Linked DNA regions of Triticum aestivum: region 1 is linked to region 2. A link is a contact called in public Hi-C data. All regions are on one chromosome and are shown on one strand. The core of a region is the stretch at or near the end of the contact, and the rest is flanking DNA. Distances in the headings are between cores, read along the strand shown. Region 1 has its middle 63 kb from the start of LOC123094569. Region 2 holds the start of LOC123091306 (NAC domain-containing protein 71).

The links. A called contact is a pair of places that touch in the nucleus more often than the background predicts.
Region 1: a contact with region 2 is called in a Hi-C map of an unstated tissue, with 6 times the contacts expected there. The contact joins the enhancer-like site here to the promoter of LOC123091306 in region 2. A contact is called at or near these places in 3 of 5 Hi-C or Micro-C datasets (leaf and an unstated tissue) and 1 of 1 datasets of contacts at active chromatin or transcription factors (leaf).

The regions. Positions count from the first base shown.
Region 1 is chr4B:106,184,677-106,187,376 of IWGSC CS RefSeq v2.1, reverse strand. No RefSeq gene overlaps it. Among protein-coding and RNA genes, the nearest start is that of LOC123094569, 63 kb to the left of the region's middle. Within about 2 kb of position 1,421, at least 3 of the 8 cell types and tissues checked have an H3K27ac peak or open chromatin away from gene starts, as enhancers often do. A contact at or near this core is called in leaf, where this site is marked.
Region 2 is chr4B:106,012,620-106,015,319 of IWGSC CS RefSeq v2.1, reverse strand. LOC123091306 (NAC domain-containing protein 71) reads left to right here and starts at 1,392. Exons shown (of 2, transcript XM_044512782.1): 1 at 1,392-1,983; 2 at 2,484-2,700. The coding sequence starts at 1,516.

The DNA of each region.
Region 1 (2,700 bases), core at 172-2,671, 170 kb before region 2:
CCCACACGTGTGGCAGTTATCGTCGTCCTTATTTTGAAGGTTAATTTTTTGAGGCGCATGGAAAAGAGGAAATAGTTCATCGATCTACATAGGAGGGAGCGGCAAGCCGCAAAATTATGGGGGTGTTTGTCCTTTACATTCTTGCCCTGCCTTGCAGAACCTACAATCTCGTCATCATCCTCCAACCCCCTCATCTTTGTAAAAATAATCTAGTGAAAAGAAACCGGTGAGGTTGTAAAACATTTCTGATCAAGAAGAAACAAATTCACCATCTTTTCTCTATCTTGCATGTTTGCCACTCTAATTTGGCGTACGAGCCACCTCCTACACGTATACCAAATCTGCTTGGGTATTGGTTGACATATGCTCAATCGATACTCCTTTTTATCTTCCAATAGTTTGGATTGCTTACCACATGTGTAACACGGTTACTCAACCAAAACTTAAGGGACATTTTCGGGTGGAAGATACTTTGTGCCTTGTTGTGGGCAATTTGAAATCGGTGGAACGACTGCGTCGTTAACAGAACAAATACATATTAAAGAAACATGCCGTCTTTAGGCCTACAGGCTACAACATGAATCTTACATGGTCATTACTTTAGTATGTGGACGTTCGGGAGCATATAATCTTTGGGTGCAACTTTTTGGAAACAATAGCACCCGATTTATTGAACCGGTTTGCCTGGTGAGCCATTAACAGGTTATGCGCATGTGTCATGTAACCTTATTACCAACAGGTTATGGTTGTGATCTTTGTTTTCTGTATTGACTACTTTGAACTCTTAAAAATGGACATGTTCACCGCAAGCATGGACCATTAGACCTGTTGCCATCCAATATTGCCTTGGATGACCACATGCCCATTATGCCTCGATGATGTTTGGCATGTTAATGCATTGTAGAAAAAAAATGAAGAAAATTGAGGCATGCCAAGACCTCTGCTTCCTCTACACTTGCGCAAACTTGCCTTCAGACTAGCCACAGTGGGAGTAACTTCAGCAGTAACATCAAGTTCAACTCAGCAAATTTGCTTATGTGGCAGTGAGTTAATGAGGAGAGAGATAGTTATAGTAACTTAGCTAGTTATAGTAACTTAGCTAGTTACTGTAACATCACATGCCCCAATGCAATATGGGTCTATAACCTAATAAATGATGCTTTACATGTTACCACACTTATTTTACTACCCACTCATCGCATAGTCTAGGGATATATGTATGTTACTACTGTATATTACTCACCATTGTGGCTAGTCTAATTCCGAGGCTTTCTGAAGTTCAGTCAAGTTCACTGCTCCTAGGTAAGTCCGCATATGATACAGCACCATTTTGCTACACTCGTCGCATATGCCAAGGTTCTGGGTTCACACAGCTCCCGGCCCCAAGTCGTACGGCATATCGCGGGTGGTGGGCCCCGCGCGCACGCCGCGCCTCGTCGCCGCCCGGCCGCGGCAACGAGGTTGCCCACATGCTCGCCCATCTTGTTAAGGTAGACCCTCGATCGCGATCGCGTCGCCACATAATCCCGCCTTTCTTTATCCTGCTTTGTCGCCGGCTGGTTCCCCTGTGTTGTTTCCTAGCACCAGCGGCTTCGCTGGAATCTTGGTGCTCCTGCCTTGGCCGCCAAGGTCCCTCGTCGGTCCCGTCAACGGATTCCACCGCCGCTAGTGCACCCCGATTCAGAGTCAGACTCGAGTCACGCGCCATTGTTTATGCTCGTGCTCCAGTCACCAAGACCTGGGTGCTGCGTCTTTTTGAGAAAAGATAATCTGGGAGCCAAGCCATGCACGCAGTTGTGTAGTGTATACTATACATTCCAACTGAAACGTAGATGAAAAACCCGAGCGGTTCCCCGCGTAGATGAAAAACTCCGGGGGTTCCCCACGTATCTCACCCCCTAGCTCATGTACATGAAAAATATATTCGACGGGGTCCGGGCGATAGCGTGACTGCTGCGGCGCCGTTCACAGCCATGCGGCGTCAGCACATGCTCAGCCAATTCAGAGTCAGACGGAGTATGTGCAAATCAAGCGCCGTATTAGCAATAGTGCCAAAATATGAACGCTGGTAGATCTTTTCTGAAAATTAGGTTAAATATCCGGCCTCAGCATCATTGTGATGCGTACAATCACCTTTATTAATTAGTAATAAGTGGAGTAAAGAAGATAATCACGGTTAAACAATTACAAGGTATGAAATAAACACCCGCAACTAAGTTGATTTTTACCGGACCAACACCTTCAAGAAGGATTTAGTGTCCTCATCTCGTTGTCGTCACGTCCGGCCAAAGACAAACAGGATTTTTGCCGAAACCAAGCACCAATGGCCAACATATCAACAAAGAGATAACGTCTTCAAAAGTAACAATGTAAGTTCATCGCTGTTGAGCCTAACCAATCAACGAACAAAATAAGAGCTTACATCCCCGGACATGAAGCGGTGTTTCAACCATTATTTTAAAAAATAATATTCTGAAAATCATGCTAGTCTGGACTCCAGCAAACTTATGTCTAGAAAAACTCTGACATCAATCCGCCCTTCTTGAGACGCGATCACTAAAATATTTGCAGGCACGAATGCAAGTTGCGGCGAATGACCACGAAACAAACTTATTAACACGGTTATAAAACAAAGCATTATTGGAAAAGGGTGCAGTGATGTACACTCGAATGATTGATCTTTTCCACGGTACACAGCAC
Region 2 (2,700 bases), core at 143-2,642:
ATACAAAGATCTCAGACGTATTGAAAATAACATTGAGATTCCGAAACCACTGAACGGCCACTACTGCGACCAGAACGACCCGTGCCGTGCCGTTTTAGCCTCTCTTCACTAGAGCTGGCTTGACCTTGTCGATGGCAGTTCGGAAGTCTTACTGCGCAGTGCCCTGGAGCCGCATTTGTCGCCATTGAGCCCTTAAATAGATCCGAATCACATGACACCAAATCTCGCGACAGGACGAGAAACCTTAAACTCGCCGCCCCAAGAAGACGGCAGGAATCTATGCCGTATTTTCGTCGACTGCATCTACACAGATGAACTCAAGGAGGAGCCCGGAAGAAAGAAGAAGCGCCACCATTCGCCTGAAACGCCACGTGTGCGGGGACTAAAAAAACACTGATTTAACTACTCACTGGAGCAGAGGCACCGGAGTTCTACTCTCCGCCATCGGCAACCAGAGCGGCTGGCAGGGTAGAGGCGAATCCACGGGCTCGTCGGTGACGCTTGGAGGAGAGAGTTTATCCTAGCTGCCTAAGGTTAGGGGTGAAAATACATTTTTTTTATTATGCTTGACGTGCTTTGTGGAGTACTTTCGATTATCGTCAGATTTTTTTTTATTTTTTAGGGTGTGTCTTTAATTTACTTTATATCTTTCGATCTTCTCGCTGAGGTTTAAATCTGTTTCGAAAGATTAGATTTACCATTGCACAAAAAAGCAGAAAGATTAAACTTGCCCAAAAAGTTACCCTAGGGACCTACACCTACCGGGCACTTAGTCGCCTAGGAGTACGTGACAATACAGATTTCAATCAGAAGACGATTTTAACCTACCCTAAAAGCTGACCACAAGGCGCCTAGATATCATCGACGGTGGCGATCGATGCAAGTTTTAAACTTGAAATCCGCGGAATCCGCAACGAAACACTTTTTTTTTTTTTACCCTACGAGCTGAGAGATCGACCAAGTGGACGATGGGAATCTCGACGACCCGTACAATTATCCCAAGGGGCGCAAGCACCTCGTGGGCCCCGCGCAACATGCCTCCCTTCCTAACCCTGGGCCCCACCACACAGGCAGGAGTACTACGGACCGCCCTCGTCATATCTCACGGGCTCGGATGCTCCCTCGCCATCCCAGACGGCGACATAACTGCTGACGTCATCCATGACAATTGAGCTCCCCCTCTGGCCCCACGCCTTCATCCGACGGCTCACACGTCTCGTCGCCCGTCCGATGATCGACACGTGACCTATAATCCTACAGTCAACCAGCCCCCTCCTCTCCCAACTTGCACGTGCGTCACATCTTGCCCTCCCCGTCCGCCCGTCGACACGCGTCGGCACCTCCGCCTATATATACGGGCAGGTACGGCGAGCTTATGTTCCATTCCAAATCTCCCCCCCCCCCCCCAAGCTCGAGCCGCCGCCGCCGCCGATCAGCCGAACCAGCCGCCGCCTCACTGATAACCAATCTCCCGAGCGCTCCCTCCGAGCTCAACCCCCCGTTCACCGGACGCGAATGGACTACGGCTTCGACGGCGCTCTCCAGCTGCCCCCGGGGTTCAGGTTCCACCCCACGGACGAGGAGCTGGTGATGTACTACCTGTGCCGCAAGTGCGGCGGCCTGCCCATCGCCGCGCCGGTGATCGCCGAGGTCGACCTGTACAAGTTCGAGCCGTGGAGGCTGCCGGAGAAGGCGGCGGGAGGCGGGCCGGACTCCAAGGAGTGGTACTTCTTCTCGCCGCGGGACCGCAAGTACCCCAACGGGTCGCGGCCGAACCGCGCCGCCGGGACCGGGTACTGGAAGGCCACGGGCGCCGACAAGCCCGTGGGGTCGCCGCGCCCCGTGGCCATCAAGAAGGCTCTCGTCTTCTACGCCGGCAAGCCCCCCAAGGGCGTCAAGACCAACTGGATCATGCACGAGTACCGCCTCGCCGACGTCGACCGCTCCGCCGCCGCCCGCAAGAAGTCCAACAACGCTCTCAGGGTAACCACCTTGCCTGCCTGCCCACCGCCCCCGTCCCCTCTCTGTCAGTCTGCGCTGATGCTTGGCTGTCTCGTTTAATCCCTTCCTATTTTAGCATTAGCGAGAGATTTACCGTGCATTTAGTATAGAAATCAAGCGAGAGATCTTTCTTGAAATAGCAAGCTGTATTTTAGCTTTAGAAAAGTCAATTGGCAGGTTAGGTGCGTCGTGGCCATGCGAAAAAGAACAAGGGAAAAGGGTCAAAGTTGCAGCACGCTCAAGTTGTCCCTTTCGTCACAGCCTGTAGTTTGGCAGCGACGTGCGGAAAGCAATTGCGGCGGTCGCATGGCGTCATGGCTCACGCACCACGGGATGGAGACAACGGCGCCCGCCTCATCGCCCGCCCTCCCCATCTCCCGTCCACGTACACGTACACTAGCTTTAGTTACTTTTCAAATAAAAAATCTTGCTCGATCGATCTATCGCCGTCGCTGAGACTTTTCTCCTCCTGATCTTTGCAGCTGGATGACTGGGTGCTCTGCCGAATCTACAACAAGAAGGGCGTCATCGAGCGGTACGACACGCCGGACTCCGACGTCGCCGACGTTAAGCCGGCGCCGCCGCCGGCTGCCAAGATCCCGCGGCAAGGCCAGTACCACGCTGGGCCAGCGATGAAGGTCGAGCTGTCCGACTACGGGTTCTACCAGCAGCCGTCGCCGCCGGCCACGGAGATGCTCT